4 separate regions of the Mus musculus genome follow, and all the other regions are linked to region 4. The links are chromatin contacts, called in public HiChIP or PLAC-seq and promoter capture Hi-C maps. All regions are on one chromosome and are shown on one strand. Each heading gives the region's core, a stretch centred on a gene start, on an enhancer-like site or on the middle of the called end of the contact. The rest is flanking DNA. Distances are from core to core; before and after follow the strand shown. Region 1 overlaps Ttc17 (tetratricopeptide repeat domain 17). Region 2 overlaps Ttc17 (tetratricopeptide repeat domain 17). Region 3 has its middle 24 kb from the start of Mir670hg. Region 4 holds the start of Alkbh3 (alkB homolog 3, alpha-ketoglutarate-dependent dioxygenase).

What was found. Promoter capture Hi-C pulls out the DNA fragments that hold promoters and counts their contacts. HiChIP or PLAC-seq counts read pairs in DNA pulled down with a chosen protein or histone mark.
Region 1: a promoter capture Hi-C map of the HPC-7 cell line shows a contact between it and region 4. The contact joins the enhancer-like site here to the promoter of Alkbh3 in region 4. A contact is called at or near these places in 5 of 39 promoter capture datasets (the 3T3-L1 cell line, the HPC-7 cell line, HPC-7-derived erythroid cells and 2 more), 1 of 115 datasets of contacts at active chromatin or transcription factors (embryonic basal ganglia) and 2 of 9 other capture datasets (adipose tissue and pancreatic islet).
Region 2: a promoter capture Hi-C map of liver shows a contact between it and region 4, with 2.5 times the contacts expected there. The contact joins the enhancer-like site here to the promoter of Alkbh3 in region 4. A contact is called at or near these places in 7 of 39 promoter capture datasets (the C10 cell line, the HPC-7 cell line, cranial neural crest and 4 more), 2 of 115 datasets of contacts at active chromatin or transcription factors (acute myeloid leukemia and embryonic basal ganglia) and 1 of 9 other capture datasets (liver).
Region 3: an H3K4me3 HiChIP or PLAC-seq map of embryonic basal ganglia shows a contact between it and region 4, with 4 times the contacts expected there. The contact joins the enhancer-like site here to the promoter of Alkbh3 in region 4. A contact is called at or near these places in 14 of 39 promoter capture datasets (3T3-L1-derived adipocytes, the C10 cell line, the HPC-7 cell line and 7 more), 8 of 484 Hi-C or Micro-C datasets (3T3-L1-derived adipocytes, the HPC-5 cell line, bone marrow-derived macrophages and 5 more), 18 of 115 datasets of contacts at active chromatin or transcription factors (the 230-238 cell line, the NIH/3T3 cell line, acute myeloid leukemia and 11 more) and 4 of 9 other capture datasets (adipose tissue, embryonic stem cells, macrophages and 1 more).

What each region holds. Positions count from the first base shown.
Region 1 is chr2:94,359,455-94,362,208 of GRCm38.p6, reverse strand. The region is part of intron 15 of Ttc17 (tetratricopeptide repeat domain 17); the gene reads left to right. Among named protein-coding and RNA genes, the nearest start is that of Ttc17, 46 kb to the left of the region's middle. Within about 2 kb of position 1,443, at least 50 of the 459 cell types and tissues checked have an H3K27ac peak or open chromatin away from gene starts, as enhancers often do. A contact at or near this core is called in the HPC-7 cell line and pancreatic islet, where this site is marked.
Region 2 is chr2:94,333,046-94,335,765 of GRCm38.p6, reverse strand. It overlaps Ttc17 (tetratricopeptide repeat domain 17), which reads left to right. Exons shown (of 25, transcript NM_183106.2): 18 at 2,714-2,720. Among named protein-coding and RNA genes, the nearest start is that of Mir670hg, 69 kb to the right of the region's middle. Within about 2 kb of position 1,400, at least 22 of the 459 cell types and tissues checked have an H3K27ac peak or open chromatin away from gene starts, as enhancers often do. A contact at or near this core is called in liver, where this site is marked.
Region 3 is chr2:94,287,881-94,290,580 of GRCm38.p6, reverse strand. No RefSeq gene overlaps it. Among named protein-coding and RNA genes, the nearest start is that of Mir670hg, 24 kb to the right of the region's middle. Within about 2 kb of position 1,315, at least 109 of the 459 cell types and tissues checked have an H3K27ac peak or open chromatin away from gene starts, as enhancers often do. A contact at or near this core is called in the NIH/3T3 cell line, embryonic basal ganglia, embryonic forebrain and 2 more, where this site is marked.
Region 4 is chr2:94,009,359-94,012,097 of GRCm38.p6, reverse strand. Alkbh3 (alkB homolog 3, alpha-ketoglutarate-dependent dioxygenase) reads left to right here and starts at 1,368. Exons shown (of 10, transcript NM_026944.1): 1 at 1,368-1,415.

The DNA of each region.
Region 1 (2,754 bases), core at 194-2,693, 350 kb before region 4:
TGTCTCCTGAGAGGCTCTGCCAGTGCCTGACCAATACAGAAGTGGATGCTCACAGCCATCCATTGGACGGAGCACAGGGTCCCCGATGAAGGAGCTAGAGAAAGTACCCAAGGAGCTGAAGGGGTTTGCAGCCCCATAGGAGGAACAACAATATGAAGTAACCAGTATCTCCAGAGCTCCCTGGGACTAAACCACCAACCAAAGAAAACACATGGTGGAATTCATGGCTCTAGCTGTATATGTAGCAGAAGATGGCCTAGTCGATCATCAATGGGAGGAAAGGCCTTTGGTCCTATGAAGGTTCATGCCCCAGGATAGGGGAATGCCAGGGCCAGGAAGCAGGAGTGGGTGAGTTAGGGAGCAGGGGGAGGTGGGAGGGGATAGGGGGTTTTTGAAGAGGAAACCATGAAAGGGGATAACATTTGAAATGTAAATAAAGAAAATATCTAATTAAAAGAAAAAAAGAAAATGTCGTTTTCTTTAAAGAGTAGAATTTGCATACTTCAAGAAAAAAACAAATATTTTATTTTGATTATTTATATATCTTGAGACAGCATCAGGCTTTGTAACCAGAGCTCCCCTCAATTCATAATTCTCCTGCCTCAGACTCCTGACCCAAGATTACATACATGTACCACTGTGCTAGCTCTTTTCAGATTTGAATGAGTAAAACTAACAATTCTCATTTCTCTTCTTCAAAACTTACATATAAATAGAAATTGTACAGCTATGAAAATATGCTGTGACTCTCTATGTCTGCCTGCAACAGCTGGCTCTCACTCTCCCACTCATTATTGAATGCATTGTGTTTAGTATTATATTATTTTATAGATATAGTATTTAATTTATAGATATAGTTACACCATCTGATGCACAGTTAAACAGTTGTTGTAGTAAGAAACAATAACAGGGGACCGGGACTGTAACTGTGGTAATGTGAACAGCACCTAGGTTCAGTGCCAAGGGGCCAGATAATGTGCTGCCATGCCTAGCGTAACTGCTTTGTGAGTCTTAGTCCCTATTTTTAAGGTTCTACTTTAGGTTTGCAGAAATACAGTTATAATAGTTACCCAATTAAGTTGCCCTTAACCTCACCCCGGAATGATTATATATTTTACCTCCAGAGAATCCTTTATAAGAGATGGGTGTGAATAGCTTAGGTTTGTTTAAGAGACCATAAAACTAAATTTTAAATATAATAAAATATTGCCCATTAAGAGTTCAAAAAATGACAATTTTTAAGCATAATTGTGTAATGTCTACACTTTCCAGCAGACCTAGCTGCTAGTAAGTCTATCAGCTCCAGTGCTTGCTCTGTGCAAACACGGTGCAGTGAGAGCAGATGATGAGATTGAACATGACGTGAGCACGCCCTGCCCATGGGAGGCCCAGTGCTTCCTGTGTTCCCCTGCTGCTGCTGCAGCTAAGGCAGCTGAAGAAGGAAGAGCTGGGCTCTCAGAGATGCTTGTCTTCCTGTATTTACAGTGTAGTTACATTTAGTTGCAAAGGTCTGTGGCACTGATAAAAGATAAAAAGAGAAGTCAGTGAGTTGAGGTGAGTGAAGCAGAAGTGGAAACGCACTGTAACCAACACTGCCTCCCCAGCTGTCACTGGCTAGAAGTACCTGGGACCAGGAAGTCTTCAAGCATTTCAGAGTGACCTTGAAAAGCCTATACTACATTTAAAAACTGCTACTAGATAGTTTTAAGACCATTAGCTTAAATGGTTATGTAATCCATAGATTGTCATGCCATGTCTTTAGGTAGCTGATATTCCTTTTTTTTTTTTTTTTTTGGTTTTTCAAGACCAGATTTCTTTGTGTAGCCCTGGCTGTCCAGGAACTCACTCTGTAGACCAGGCTGGCCTCAAACTCAGAAATCTGCCTGCCTCTGCCTCCGAAGTGCTAGGATTAAAGGCATGTGCCACCACTGCCCAGTGGTAGCTGACATCCTTAATAACTATTATCAATAATGGTTTCTACCAGAGCCTTTTCTATATTACAGATAACTATCTTAGCACTAAAGATAGTAAGAATTTTGATAGCTCTGGTACCTTTCCCTGCTGGACAGTCCAGCAAAAAGTTTGGGCCAGGACATAGCAAGAGCTGCAGATCATCACTGCTCCTGGTCGTCATCTTAGGCATACATTTCATTGGTTTTCCTTCACTGAATTCTTTTAACTAGATCTAGACACCATCTGGTGTTTTACAAAAGTATCACCAAATCAAACAAATGTTTTACAACAGCACAGCAAGATCATCAAACCGCTGATTTCATCAGCAGATAGGCTTTTTCCCATGATCGATGAGTTGAGTACACACAGACTAAAAGGCATCAGAACGTACAAGCCTAGATTTGGACTTGAGGGTACTGACCGTAAAGCTCGCACTCTTTTTTTTTTTAAAGATTTATTTATTGTTATATGTAAACACTATAGCTGTCTTCAGACAGACCAGAGAACAGAGAAGGGTGTCAGATCTCATTATGGATGGTTGTGAGCCACCATGTGGTTGCTGGGATTTGAACTCGGGACCTTTGGAAAAGCAGTCAGTGCTCTTAACCGCTGAGCCATCTCTCCAGCCCCAAGCTCGCACTCTTTTAATGCCCCTAAACTAACACTTCATAAAACCAGGTTGCTTATTTTAAAATGCAACTTCTTTGTTTTAACATTTCTTAGTCTTTTATTTTAAGAATGTTTGGTTTTCTATGTTCTCACTGTGATAGTTCAAACTGGCCTCAAAGCTCTTGGTGGTCC
Region 2 (2,720 bases), core at 151-2,650, 320 kb before region 4:
TTTGGTCCATAAGTACCTGAGCTAATGCACGTGTGCTTTTAGAAAGTTTTCCCCAGGCTGCTTCTGTCTAAATCCTACTGCAATACTCTATCTTTCTCTGGGAAGCATTGTGTGATTGCATTCAGATCATCTTTATTATAAAATTTTTTAATTGTCCCAAATGTATGTAGCTTTGTGGTTTCGAGTTCACTGTTGGTTGGTTACATTTAATTTGCCAGGGTCAGAAGCATTCATGTGCTTTTTGCTCCCATCAAAATAGTTATGGCACAAATGACATAGGAAAAGCTAAATAAGCAAACCCCAGCTTCCCTCGGTCACAACACAGCCCGTGTGTGAACCACCATCTAAGGAGTAGATATGAAGTGTGTGTGTTTAGTGTTGTTCCCTAAGAATGCCTGTCACCATGGCTCAAACACCCTATAGAATAGTTCACTGGAAGCTAGCAGCAGCAGAAGCCTGAAACAGTTCCATGCCTCCCTCTCCCTCTCCCTCTACCTGTCCCTCCCTCCCTCCCTCTCTGATAAGTTTAAGTTATGCACTTGTATAATACTAAGTGTGTCCATATACACGTGACGGGAGTAGTACTAAGCAATAACCTTGAAAACTGTTTTCTTGGACATTTTGCAGGTCGACAGTGTGGATGCTTTCACATAATAGCCAGTGCTGAAAGAAAGAAACTAAGAGTTCTAGACACAGCCTGTGTTCAGGTTAAGGTTCTCGTTGCTGTCATTAACTCATGACCAAAAGCAACCGAGGGAGAGAGGGCTTTTGTCACATAGCAGCTCAGAGTCTGTCCTGCAGGGAAGACAAGGAAGAAACTGGGAAGCAGGAACTGAAGCAGAGGCCATGGAGAAGCTCTGCTTACTGGCTTGCTCTCCATGGCTTGCTCAGGCTGCCTTCTCAGGGAGGCACTGTCCACACTGAGCTAGCAGGAGCCTCCCACAATTGTTAATCAAGACAATAGCTCTACACGCTGGCCTACAGGCTAATCTGATAGAGGCATTTTCTTAATCCAGGGTTCCTCTTCCCAGATAACCCTAGCTTGTGTCAAGTTTACAGAAAACCAGCTCTGCCTCCCATGTGCAATCTGGAGAGACTGAAATATCTTGAGAAAGTACTCTGCGGTCTCCCTTTGGCCAAAAGCCACATTCTGTAAGCCCTGTGTTTTGCTGAATGAAACTTATCAAAGACTCTTTCCTGTCTCAGACTGGGTGGGGAAATCCTTTGTGAGCCATAGGAAGAAAAAGAAAAAGAACCCAAAAATCAGATGAGGAGCAGTGAGAGCCAACTCTGACAGCTCAGTCAGATGCCAGGCAGCTCTTGCGTTTATGCTGCTCTGGGAGTTCCCAGTGCCAACTCTCTAGCTGTTTTCCTGGCTGGTGTGGCACCTAATTTTATGTCGTTTGCCATTCAGCTGGGTGAGCTCTGGACTTTGGTTATGTGCCCAACTGGCAAGGTAAACGACAGAGTTAAGTCCTCAGTTGCCTGCAGGACAGGCTAAGCCAGGCCCAGCAGATTCTTGAGAGCCTTGACTGCTCTGCGCCACAGCTACTGGGGTCTGCCGTACGCTTGGCCCCGTACCGGACGTTAGGAACAGCATAGCAAGACAGAGACTTGAAATTAGATCTTTGTCAGCCTACGTGTGTCACTGGCCACGTGAGATCCTGACACTGGCCTTATTAACATGTTTCTAAATCTCTGACCACCCTGGAGTTGCCACCTGAAGGAATAATGACGTGCCATAGGCACCAAGCCAGTGCTCCCGGGCTTACCAGTGGGTGTGTGGATAAAAGGAAGCAGTTTGCTCTTAGTTTTTGTGCCCTACTCATTTCTTTTTTTCTTTTCCTTTTCCTTTCTTTTCTTTCTTTTTTTTCTTTTTTTCTTTTTTTTTTCCCTACTCATCTCTAAAAGGAATAAGATGTGGCATTTATGAAGCAAATGACATAAAGCACAGCAATTAATTCAAAGTAAATAGCAAAGATTAAGTAGCAAACAATTTAGAAAACGGAAAGAATTATGTTAAGAAACCTAAAATAATCGTTTCTGAGTCTCTTCATGGTCTAAGCATGGGGTGGAACTTGAAGGTTATAAACTTCATGGGAAAATGTGAGAGGAAAATTTTCCTAGCACATCCCACTAAGATCCACAATAGGAGATCGTAATACTTAAACAACATAAGTAATACCTTCATATCCATTTTTAAGGAATTAAACTAGCATATAGCTATTTTTATACTATCACTGAAAATGGAAGCTTCCATTAGAGTAGTTTTCAACTAACCTTTGTTCAGTTCATACAGCTAAGCAGCCATGTGTGCTGGACACACAACTGTTTGATGGTAGCTGAATAAAGTAAAAGACCTACACATGCAATAAATCGCATAATGCCATCACCCTTGCCATCTATGGTTTGTATGTTGAGCAGGTGATCTTTCAAATAATGTGCCACAGCTGCCCCCTCACTCATGACACCATCCATGGCTGCCTGCCTTCTGGCTCCTGCCATTACTATTTGACAGGCTTTTGGCAAAGGCTAAATGGCAGAGATAGTGTTCTGTTTTGAGGTTTAAAGATGCCAAATGGTATTTTATGAAGGGGGCTCTATAGTCATGCCTCTAAGCAGATCCAAAATATCCCTAAAAACAAGGTTTGAATCATTCTGTACTTGAGTAAACGCCATGAAACTGTTGACCACACAACCCCTTGAATTGCAGGCACAGT
Region 3 (2,700 bases), core at 66-2,565, 280 kb before region 4:
AAGCCATAGGATGCAAGGTGTGGGTGGGCCAGCCACTGTGCAGGTGTACCCCTGCCACTTCCCTCCAGTCAAATGCAATATGCACAAAGGCAGGGGCACCTTTGGGACAAGATGCCCACCAATGCCTCTGAGCTTGCAGGCCCTTTTCAAGGAGCACCTCACCCTTATTTCTTCATTTTTCTTGATAGAAAAAATCAACTGAAATTCAAAAGAGAAATGGGGAAATGCAGACAGATGAGGAGAGCCTGCAACTACCCCTTCCTAAAGACAGCATCACCAAGACAGAGGGGATGGATGCTTTTCTTGAACACTGTTCCGGAGAGGTTAATAAGCATAGGGGAGGGATTTCAGGAAGAATGGGGGCCACTGTGGACATCCATCTAGACAGTTTGTGTAATGCCAAGAAACACCTGTGCTGCAGTATTCTGGAGGGAGAAACAGTGGGGCCAGACACTCCTATGTCCCCAAGTCTAGGGATATCTGGCCTGTTCAATGCCAACACACCATCCTGGTACCATGCCAACTCTATAGCTGAGGGGACTGCACACCACGCATAGAGATGACTTCCCTGGGGTCTTGCATCTGATTGTGAAGTTGAACTGTCTCATTCAAGAAGTAAACGCTTTTAGAACCCTCCAAAGGCCTCTGGGAAAGGGGTCTGTTAGCTTTCAGGCTCAGAGGGCAGAGGACATGGCCATACAGTGTATCAGGACCACACTCTACCCCGTGGCCTCAGCACCCACGGTCTACAGTTCTCAGGGTGCCCCCGCAGTTACAGCTGTCATCCAGTCACCTTCATGTGCAAAACTTTATCATCCACTCCCCCGACCAGAATCTGTGAGAGGGGAGTGGGACTCAGAGACAGGTCCTAGTCAGATAGCCTGACTGTTTCCTGCCCTTAATGAAGGACACCACAGCAATGTCTCCAACAATGGTCCTGAAGAGTGGGCCGGAAGGCTCCGGTCATCTCTGGAGAAAATCTCTGCATCCTTCCTTAGAGGCAGGCAGCTCTGAGAACAGCCCAGACCCCTCTGTTCCCACCTCCTGTTCTTAAGACACCTATTCCCAGACTCAGCCTTGAGGCCCAGGGAGAGGCCACTCTCTGTTGCCAGGGCAACAGCTTCATTGTTCCCGGGCAGTGTTGAGCTCCAGGCCCCCTCAGTTCCTGGACTGGGCTCTCCCTACCATTTGGAGCCAGTGGAGCTGGCAGGGCCCCCATTCTACTTCTCGGGATGCAGAGGAGGGGGGGGAGACAGGCTGGCTGGTCACCATGCCAACAATGCACTGCCCACATTCCTGAGGGAGGGAGCAGCAGGGTGTTCTGTACTCTGGAGAGCAAGTGGTCAGCCTCTTGGGTCACCTGCCCAAAGGCCTCTGCTACTAACCCAGCCACAAGCCCAGGGGCTCCCAGTGGGAGAGGATTTTACTAGCATGGGTATTTTTGTCCATGTTTGCCAGGTTAAACAAAGCTTGGGGCTTAGGACTTCCCTTGGCAGACCTGAATCTTTAACCTTCAGGCAGGACAATCCCTAGCTAAGGCAAAGGAGCCAGACCATGTCCCCCTGAGCTGGAGAAGCATTACATCACCCATTTACTCGGTCCCTCACCGTCTCATCCATTCACCTTTACCAAGGTGACTCAGGACCACCTTGTTGGTAAAATACTATCAAAATCGATTTACACCTGGGGAGACGCTCCAAACTGTAAATGGCCCAAAGTGTCCCAGAAATCGACCTTTCAGAGGAGGAAGGAGTCGGGGATCTGCTGGGTCCAGCATGCCCCACTTGAAAGTCAAGAGAAGAGATCACATCTCCCCACCATCCACAGCATCTTGATTCTGCTGTGTGCAACAAGTAAATTGATTATTGACTAAAAATGAAGCTGGCTCAAGAAAGTTAAGGGCAGGGCGCCTGGCACTGTTTCGGGTGCTCAGTTCTGCAATGAATTCGTAAACAGATGTGTAGGGCAGCTACCTACTATGCTGGGGCAATAACGAGCCGACAACTGTTTGCTCAATCATCCTTTCCTGCCTTTAGTTAATAAGGACTAATGGATCCTGTGTGCCTCGAGGGCCGGAGGACAGGGCAGATACTAGGTCTGGTGAGAGGGACAGATCTGTAAAAAAGCTGTCCTTTCCACTCCGACAGGAAGTCCAGGAAGTAGAGGCATCCCCACACGTAGTGTCTGTGAGTGATTGAGGTCTGAGGGGTTGGAAGCCACTCAGACTGAGTTCAATGGAGTTTCCCATGTGGTAATCCATGAGTCACACACGGGCTGAGCTGACAGTGATTCTGACACTCCTCTAGCTCAGTTTTCATCCAGTCACCACCGTCTTTGTCACATCTGTGTGCCACCTACCGTTATCCAAGTAATAATTTTCTTTACTAAGGACTAAAAATAGGGCCTGGGGAGGTAGAGCCCAGCCCCTGCAGTGCATGCCCAGAGCCCTGGGTGAAGTCTCCTGCAGTGAGTAAACAGGGTGTGGTGGGCTCCTGACACTCCCGGCTGTTTTTCTCTGTTTGACTCAGAAGGCATGGAAAAGAATTTTAAAAGCAAAAGTTGTCCTTGATAGGTCATTTAATTCTATTGTGGGGCTGCCATGCAGGAGCCCCGACTGCATCTCCCTGCCATCCAGTGATGCCCACACTAAAAGACACAGATGCCTCTCGGATCCTCCTTGCGCATTTCTGTGTGCCCCAC
Region 4 (2,739 bases), core at 119-2,618:
ACAGGTAAACTGTAGACAGCCGCCCCAAGGAAGAGAATAGGGGGTGGGGATTCCGTGTTAAGTGGGCATGGAGGTCAGTCACTGAGTGGAAGGCAGCCGTTGTCATGTAAGAGAGGGAAGCATCAGAGAAAGAGTAAGGGGACATCAAATGCTGGCAAAAGTCTGAAGTCCTAAAAGAAGCATGCTTACAGGAGGGACAGCAAGAAAGGTAAGCTATGGTTTTTGTTGTTGCTGCTGTTTTTAGTTTTTGTTGTTGTTTCTCTAGGTAATTTAGAAAAGCAGGAAGGCTTGGAACCGGCGTGGCCATGTTCCTTAAGTGACGGAGATAGAGGGTGGGAATCGGAGAAAGGAAGTACAGTGTCTCATTAAAGTACTAATAAGTCCACTTATCTCTTTAGTGTTACTTCAGGTAAGCCTACCTTCCTAGGGGTCATTCTTTGGCCAGGTGATTCTATTCTTTTGACGAGTGGGGATTTTTCTTAAGGAGCCTTTACCGATACCCTGACAGAATCAGGCTTATTTGAAAGATCTCCACAATGATTGTGTTTTGGTAAATTTTAGAGAATAATATTTGACAGAAAATAGTTGACTTGGTGCTACAGTCAGAGTTGTCAAATTATAAGAGACATGGCTTAACCTGATCTCTTTAAAGAAGCTTGTGAAGAGGTCAGATGCGTGAGAAGGCACTTTAGCTATCGTGAATTATTAGATTTCTATAGTGGTCCAGACGCTGCTGTCTCATTTAATCCCACTTAACAGGACCACTTAAAAAGTAAGCAATGCACTTGCCCCAAATGGTGGCATTGGAATGAAATTTAGACAGATCTGTGGACTCAAGTAAAGTTTCCTTAGCACTGAGGAACTCAGATAAATAAGGCATGCTCTCACGTCCCAGCGTAAATGCTGTGTAGAAAAGACGGGCGCGCTACGTTGAGAACAAAGCGCACCTTAGACTCTTCATGGTTTTCAAGGTAAGGAGAGAATTCTATAGCAGAACCCAGCATGTCCCAGTCCTCCCTACTCCCGGATCAGTACAAGTTCCGGGAGAGTGCGGTTGCCCTTTGCACAACAGACCTAAGATGCCAGCACTGGTTTCGGGAACTAGTTTCCTGAGGACCTAGGCCTAGGAGGCTCATCTTCATCCCCACATGTGCCCCTGACTCCAGTTCCCATTCCGACCATATTCCCTTCAGCGTCTCCACCCGGCCCTTTAGTTGCCAGGGATGCGGGGCAACCCGGACTCCGGGCTACCCACCGGAAGCGGAAGCGGTGGCAGTATGTCACCTAAGAGGAACTACGCGCAACGGAGGCCTGTGGTTGGACGTTGCAGGAGTTGGTGCCTCACTCTGAAGGTTCCCCGGCGTCCAGACGGCTGATTAGGGTCGTGTCGGGACCTCTGCTCAGGGCCCAGCCAGGTTGGTCCGGGGCGCCCAGCTCCTTCCTGGCTTGCTGGCCGCGAGCCGGGGGCAGGCGTGTGAGGACTGCCCGAGGGTCCGTTTCTGGGCCATCAGAAGGCTGTTAGCCATTTCTCTGTACCTCAGCCTCGAGGGCGGGACTGTCTCCTGCTTGAGGGAGAGGCCTGAGGTCAGACGGTGGCGTCCGCTGCCACGGGGTTTGCTGGCGGGACGGGATAGATCTGTGCATTCCAAGCAAGTTCCTGCACCTGCCAGAGCCCTTGTTCTTTTTAAGGTTTTCAGGCTTGGAGTTCCAGGGTGGCGGGACCTTTGTTAGGACCTATTAAGTTCTGGGACTCCTCGAACTGACAGCACTCAGGAAGTCTCAGACAGCACTCTGGAATTTCTGTTCACCACTTGCCTTAAACAAGTCACGTCAAGGTGAGCAGGTCAGAGGCCTTCACTGACCCCCACTAGTCTTATGCCTTTAGGTCTCCGAGAATATGATACACGAGGGTTTCCTTCACACATTCGGTAAGCCCGGAGAGTTGGATTTGATTGTGTCATTAACTTTTTGAGGGAATCGACATCTTCTCCAAGGCCCTACCTGGTAAATGATAAGCACTTGATGGGTTGTCGGTGATGAGACGGGGTCTCAGTATTTAGCTCAGGCCTCCTGGATGCTGGGATTACTGGTATGTGCCTGTAAACCATCATTTCTACGTCCTAAGGAGATTTAAGCAGAGCCCTGAGCTCTGTTGGATCGGAAGGTCTAGGAGACGAGGCCTGGGAACCTGTGGTGTAAGCAGTCATATGAGTGGACTGTCTTTGAGAGCTAGAAGCTTTCCTAGACTCATAAAGAAGTGGCTCGCAGGTTCCGAACATGTGACCTGACCCTTAAGAATTCTGTATTTGCTATAGGGTAACCTTTGGGCAAAATTATAGGGGGTTTGATTAGCTCAAGGCTGGAACCTGACAAGAGTTGAACTTTTCATCAGTATTGATTTCCTGAGTGTCTCTGTAAGTCACTAAACCTTCTGATCTCTATACATATTAGCATATCTTACCCTTTGCTGCTTGTTATAAACATAGAAATAGAGTCTTTCCTAAATTGTAGTTTTAAAAGTGGTACATGGATATTTTAGATTTTCATTTCAAACTTAATTTTAAAGTTGACAAATCATTGTTCTTATTTATGGTATTCTGTGACATTTTGATATATGCTTTTGATATAGAATGAATGCATCAAATTAATACATCTCTTACCTCGTATACCTTTTTGTGATGGAAATATTTAAAATCTACTCTTCATAACTGAGCTATCCAGTGATTTGGTTTTTTGTTT